2 separate regions of the Sus scrofa genome follow, and region 2 is linked to region 1. Evidence: chromatin contacts called from public Hi-C data. All regions are on one chromosome and are shown on one strand. The core of a region is the stretch at or near the end of the contact, and the rest is flanking DNA. Distances in the headings are between cores, read along the strand shown. Region 1 has its middle 240 kb from the start of CCND1. Region 2 has its middle 73 kb from the start of TPCN2.

What was found. A called contact is a pair of places that touch in the nucleus more often than the background predicts.
Region 2: a Hi-C map of embryonic fibroblasts shows a contact between it and region 1, with 2.6 times the contacts expected there. The contact joins two enhancer-like sites. A contact is called at or near these places in 2 of 47 Hi-C or Micro-C datasets (embryonic fibroblasts and skeletal muscle) and 1 of 2 datasets of contacts at active chromatin or transcription factors (skeletal muscle).

Annotation. Positions count from the first base shown.
Region 1 is chr2:3,866,969-3,870,247 of Sscrofa11.1, reverse strand. No RefSeq gene overlaps it. Among named protein-coding and RNA genes, the nearest start is that of CCND1, 240 kb to the right of the region's middle. Within about 2 kb of position 1,372, at least 26 of the 83 cell types and tissues checked have an H3K27ac peak or open chromatin away from gene starts, as enhancers often do. A contact at or near this core is called in embryonic fibroblasts, where this site is marked.
Region 2 is chr2:4,030,527-4,033,866 of Sscrofa11.1, reverse strand. No RefSeq gene overlaps it. Among named protein-coding and RNA genes, the nearest start is that of TPCN2, 73 kb to the left of the region's middle. Within about 2 kb of position 1,261, at least 12 of the 83 cell types and tissues checked have an H3K27ac peak or open chromatin away from gene starts, as enhancers often do. A contact at or near this core is called in embryonic fibroblasts, where this site is marked.

The DNA.
Region 1 (3,279 bases), core at 123-2,622:
CCCAGACACGGTAGAAGACCTGGTGTTGCATGGATGTCCTGAGCCTCCAGCCCGCCTCTTGGAGGGGAAGTCCCCTTGGCCTCCTCGCTCCCCTTCCCGAAGCTCCCCCCACCCTGTTCTCGGGAGGGAAACTCCAACGGATACCTCTACTTCCTGTGATGTTTCAACCTCTGGCTTCAGGCACATCCCAAGATTCCCGAAACCAGGGGCATTTTCTCCGAACCATAAGAGACATGGTGGGGCCCCCGGGCCACATGTCCTGTGATGGACACTTTTTCCTTTGCGCCTCCAACACCACCCTCCGCCCTGCTCTCTGCCCCAGGGGCTGAACCAGCGGATCCTTTCCTGGGCTCCCATACCCTCTGGCTTCCTGGTGGGTTTGGCCCTGGGCACGCTCTGGCTGCAGGTGTGGGCGGGAGGAGCGTGGGGCCTGGGAATCCACATCAGAGCCTCTCCCCTTGGGGGTCACCTTGGGCAGCTGTGTCCCTGGACTGAAGGTCGCATCTCCCTCAGCACCTCGCTCTCCAGGATTCTCCCCTTCCGGGCTCTGGCAGAGGTGCTTTCCCCTGGAAGGGTCAGCCTGGGCAGGGGGCCCAGGGGCCAGGGATGCCATACACTAGTGCCTTTGCGTGGTCAGCCTGGGCTGGGCCGGGGGGACAGGGCCTGGGGTGCCACACACTGGTGACTTTGCATGATCCCCTCCACTCTGCAGTTTTCCCAGTTTCAGCCACCTCTTGCCTGGGGGAACCTGAATTGACACTCGCCCCAACCTGCGGTGGCTGGAGAGGGGACCCCGTACCCCAAAGAGGCCTCTGAGATGCCACTGTACATGGGGTTGCCAGGGAGCACAATTGCAGCACCACGCAGGACCACCCTCCCAGCCAGCCTCCCCGAAAGTTGGGAGAAAGGCACAGGGAGCCCCGCTCAGAGGGGAGTGGAAGAGCCCCAGGGCCAGCCTGGTGACAGGCTGCCCTCGCCCAGCTCCGGGCCGGGGTTCCACCCTTCCCGTTACCACGCAACCTCGGGGTGCCCCGTTTTACCACTGAAGCTCAGTGCTGTCCCCAAGTTCCACAGAGGAGTCCCCCAGAGCCGGAAAGGCGCAGCCCCCAGCGCTCGCCCCGGCCTCCAGCAGCCCCAGCAAAAGGCTAACCAGGAGGGCGTGCTCCGGGCTCCACCGCCTGTTGGCTGCATGAACCACTGCTGACTCAACCCCGTAGGTTCCCAAAGTAGAAACCTTGTCAGATTCCAAAGATTAGCAGCCCCGGTGACTCACGTGTATTGCTCCCTAAGACACGATCCCAGGCCCTCGGGATCAGCCCAGCCATCGCAGAGAGCATCACAATGCCCAGTGGAATGCTGGGCGCCGGCCACGAAAGAGCCGAGCCGGGCCTGGCTGCCAAGAAAGGAGTTCCCACTAGGAAAATCTGACTCTAGCAACTTCTGCTTTTTGGTTTGGGTTCACAGTTCCTTGGCTGTGCCTACAGACAGCTAAGAACTCTGGCTCTGGGTTGAACTCCCCGGTGGGTGGGGTTAGGGAGGTTTTTGGTGGTTGTTACGGTGCTGGTGGGGTGGATGGCGGCGGTGGGGACCCTGGTGGGGGGGGGTGCATTGGTTTTAATGGTCGTAGGGGTGGTGAAGATGCTTCACAGCCTGAGCCTGAGAGCAGAGCACAGAAAGATCTGACAATGGAGAAGCCGACTGCTACTTACACTCTGGCGAGCTGGGCCACGTACCAGGTCTCTCTGAACCTCAGTTTCCTCACAATCAAGGGAGAAAGGTCCTGTCTGCCTCTTTGGACCATTTGGGGATCAGAGGGACCAAGACCTGTGAATACTCATGAGCGTGCAAATCCCAGAAGACAGACGTAAAGACCTCAGCGTGTGCCTGCTCCGCCGACAGGTACCAGAATCTATAGGATGTGTCTGCAGTGAATCTTGGCTCCTGCGATTTTTTTTTTCCCCTGTGGAACAGGATTCACCCCCTTCTTCAGGCAGCAGCACTCCCTTTCCTTCAGAGATTTTTATACAATTTCTCTCCCCCTCAAAGTGGATTCAGGGGAGCTGGCAGTCTTGGTATCCCACTTCCCCTGTTCACAGGGGTGGGCATACGGCCCAGGCTGGGCAAGCCAAGTTCTCTCTGGGGCTTGGTAAGTGCAATAGAGATGAGAGGAACTGAAAGGAGAAGATAGGAGAAAGGGGAAGAGGAAGAGAACCGCAGGGGCTTTGTTGAAGCACCTGGAGCCAGCTATACCTGAAGGTAGCCTGATCTAGCCCTGAACCTCCAAGTTATATAGATCATAGAACAGCCTCTGGGAGTTTGAGTTGGGCATCTGCACTTTGCAAACCAAAGAGTCCTTCCCTGTGCCTCTAACATTCTCAGTCTCCTAGAATCCCCAGGCCCTATCCAAGAAGGCAAAATTTGTGATGGGCTGCCTCCCAAATTTGAGGATAACACACTCTTGTCTTGTCAGACTCAAATCTGGCTCCTTTACTCCCTCTTTCCAGGGACCAGATGAGGACTGACCCAGCTCCCATATATCAGGGGACAGAGGTTGCGGTCTGTTGCTCCCCCCTTCCCTTTCCCAGGGGTAACCTTTACAGGGCAGCTCTGTTAGAAATGATAAAATGCCTTGACTACTTTTGCTGATTGTATTAACAAGACTCATCTAGACAATTCACATACTATAGGAAAGCAGGAGTGAAAGAGTAAAAAAACCGCTGAAAGCCACCTCGCTTCCACAGAAAACCCTGAACACCTGCAGACCTGCCTCTAAGTCTCCCATTTGCCATCAGCAGGTCAGACACCTGCTGTTCTGGAACTTTATCCAGGTACCTGCACGTCATGGCAGCTTCTGGCCAATGAACACGGCTCCCCGCATTGTCCACGTTGAATGGCTCAGCAGAATCCCATGAAAATACTGTCCAAGTCCCAGGGATGCAAATTCAGGTCATGGCCATTTTTTTATTTGACTATTTTAAACATCACTGCAGTGAACATATGTGTGTGTTCAGATGTCCCACACATCTGAGCATTTCGGTGGGGGAGTTTCCTGGAAAGGGAGTTGCTGCGTCAAAGAATATCAATAACTTAAAGGCATTTGGTGCATTCGGCCCAAAGGTGCCCGAGAAGGGTCCACGGGGGAGAATGGCTCCGAGCTCTGTGTCCATGCCAACGCTGGGGTTTTTACACTTCCTCCAAGAAATAATTTTTGAGGTGGGAGAGAAAGTTGCCAAGAAGGTCCCACTTTTAGGAGTGGTAGCTTCCTCCGTGCTCAGTACA
Region 2 (3,340 bases), core at 12-2,511, 160 kb before region 1:
AGGTGCTCAGGGAATCTCTGTGTGTGAATGGTGAGCAAAGGGAGAGATTCTGGGTTGGCCTTGCTTTCCCAGCTCTGCCCTGCTTCGTGCTCCCCCTTAGTCTTCCGGGTGGCTTGGGATGCAGGCGGATGACCCGGCCCTTGTCTGATGCGTGTGGCCGTGGGATATTGAATCTTTCCCTGGTTCCGGGGGCCTGGTGATGTCTGAACCCTGATAGGGGGGCCGGTGTGCGGGCCGAGTGTGTGCTGGCTGTGTGCAAGAGACCAGATTTTTTTTCAAGTTTTATTGAAGTATAGTCTGTTTCCAAGGCTGGGATAATTTCTGTGACCCAGTCGTACATAAACACATCTTCACTCTCGGATTCTTTTCCCACACAGACGATCACAGAACACTGGGTAGAGGTCTCTGCACTCCACGGCAGGTCCCCACCTGTCTGCTTTGGTAGCCATAAGTTTTTCTGTTCTGCAAACAAGTTCACTTGTATCCTTTTTTTTTTTTTTTAAAGATTCCACATATAGGCGATATCATATGATGTTTATCTTTCCTTGTCTGACTAACTTCACCTAGCATGATAGGTTCTAGGTCTATCCATGTTGCTGCAAATGGCATTATTTCATTCTTTTTTATGGCTGAGTAATATTCCACTGTGTATATACACCACATCTTTATCCATTCCTCTGTCAATAGACATCTAGGTTGCTTCCATATCTTGACTATTGTGAATGGTTCTGCAATGAATATTGGGGTGCATGTATCTTTTTGAATTATAGTCTTCTCTGGATAGATGCCTGGGAGTGGGGTTGCTGGGTCATATGGTAGTTCTCTTTTTATTTTTCCGAGGAACCTCCATACTGCTTTCCACAGTGGTTTCACCAATGTACGTTCCCACAAGCAGTGTTGGAAGGTTCCCTTTCCTCCACACTCTCTCCAGCGTTTGTTATTTGTAGACTTTCCGATGATGGCCCTTCTGGCTGGTGTAAGAAGATCAGCTTTGGATGGTGGAGCAGGTGGCACTGAGAGAGGGGTGGGGGGTGCTGGGAGGACAGTGGGGCTAGACAGAGGGTGGAGTCCTGGCTGGGACATGTCCCAGCGTTGTGACCAGGCAGTTGGGTTGCACGATTGGGATATGATGATGGCATTTCCCCCAAGACCTGTTGTGAGCAGTCCGTGCTGGAGACTTGCCTCCGTCCAGCAGGTGCCTGATCCAAGCAGGACAGAGTTGCTCGGAAGTTAGTCATCTCCTGCCAATGAATCATGATTCGACTCCGCTCCCTGGAATTTCTCTTGACAGCTGGAATACTTTTCTCATGAACACTGTGTCCACACCTAGACCCATGGCCCAGGCACAGGGGCCCCAGGGAGCAGGCAGGGTCCCATCCTCAGGCTCCTGTTTGTTCTCGGAGCCCTGGCGCGAACATCACACCAAGGCGTAGGTCGAGGTTTTCTGCAGGGGTGGGGGATGTAAAAATCTGTGGCCAGAACAGAATTTCCCATTCTTCCATCACGGGGACAAAGCAGGCGTGACCCCGGTGGGAAGGACTCAGAAAAACGGAGGAGTGGCTCTGTTCCCTCTTACTGTGCAACACACGTCCCTAAAACGTCATGATATAAAACAGCAATAAGCCTCATTATCACACCGTTTCTGGGCATTGGGAATTTAGGAGGCACTTAGCGGAGTGGTTCGGGCTCAAGGTCTCTCCTGGGGCTGCGGCCACGATGCTGTCTGGGGCCGGATCATCTGAAGGCTTGACCAGGGCTGGAAGATGTGCTCTCCCGGCAGCTCCTCGTACGTTTGGCAACTTGTTGCTGGCTGTTGGCGGGAGGCCTCAGCGCCTCACCACGTGGGCCTTGCTCAGGCTGCTCAACTCCTTACAGTGTGCTGGCCGGCTGCCCTGCCCGTCCCCGAGGGGCTGATCTCCAAGGAAACATCAGGAATCACACACCCGCGTTTCTGCAACATCCTCCTGGCTCACAGCGCTCTCTGGAGTGGAAGGGATGGCACACGGGTGTAAATACAAGGAGCTGAGAAGGATTAGGGTCTATCTTGAAAAACTCTGGCTACGACAGGGCCGGACAGGCATCCTACGGCTGGGAGGGGGGCTTCGTGAGCAAAAGAAATGTGTCTGAGGAGGAGGGAGAGCAGCCTGGTTTTGGGGAGTGAAGTGGTTGCGTGAGAGTCCAAGGGCTTAAGCGATGAGCTGTAGAATGACCAGATGGTGGGGGAACCTCAAAGGCCAGTCTCGACCCTGCCGGCCCCCCGGGAGACAGAGTGGCCAAGAGGGTGTCACCCCTGGCTTCGCTGATTAAGGATGAGGCGCCGCTTACTAGCTGCAGGGTCTCTGGGGAGTGACGGAATTGTGCTGAGCCTCAGTTTTCTCATCTGCAAAATGGGGACAGCAATGCCGTACCCTGTTGCTGGGAAGATTCAGTGCGTTAATGCGAGTTAGGTGATTTGCGAAAGAGCTTCTAAAATGGGCAGTGCTCAGGGGTATTCTTGAAGGGTTCGGGGTGTGTGTGTGTGTGTGTGTGTGTGAGTGTGCTGGTTCGTGTGTATGTGTTTTGGGAAGATTAATTCGGCAGCATCATGCAAAGAGACAGTAGGGAGAAGATCCACCTACCAGGCGCCCGGGGTGCAAAGGTTGCGTGAGGGGGAAGAATTGGATACATTTGAGGAGGGTTTAAAATCGGCACACCAACGGCAGCTCCACCTGTGTGGGGCTGTACCGTGCGGTGTTTCTCCACAAGCCTGGCGGAAGGGGACGGATGCCCAGCCCAGTCTGTGGTTCTTAGTGTGGTGTGGCAAGGTGCCCACTGGATGGGACTTGAGGAGGGGGCAGGAAGCAGCCCCATGGTCCTGCCAGCCCTCCCCTGGGACCTGCAGCTCTAAGCCTTGGTCTGTTCTCAGGGGGCACGTTTTTGGGAGAGGTGGCTGGGGACTGGAGGTCACTGCTTTGCCCCACCCTCTCCTCGCCAGCTGTGGGCACTGCCAGCTTTGGAGGTGCGGTGTTGCCCAGACTCCTCAGGCCCCTCCGACCTCCTGGCCACCCTTCCTCAGCACCCAGGTGGGCCGTAAGCCCAGGTAGGTTTGGGGCTGATGCGCTTGTGGGAAGAACGCCCAGGGCCGGGTCGGAACCAGGCATTAGCTCAGCAGGAAACATCGCGGGAGAGGTGGGCTGCCAGGTTATCTTAATCCCTGGTTTCCTTTGCTTCCCTCCTGCTCCTGAAACGAATCTTAGATTCCCTCCCCCCCCACCCCCCACCCCTCCCCAAACATGCAAACAAAGAGATTTTAGGCCCTGGACGCACCCTGGTATGATAGACTTGCCATTGTGACCAAAGG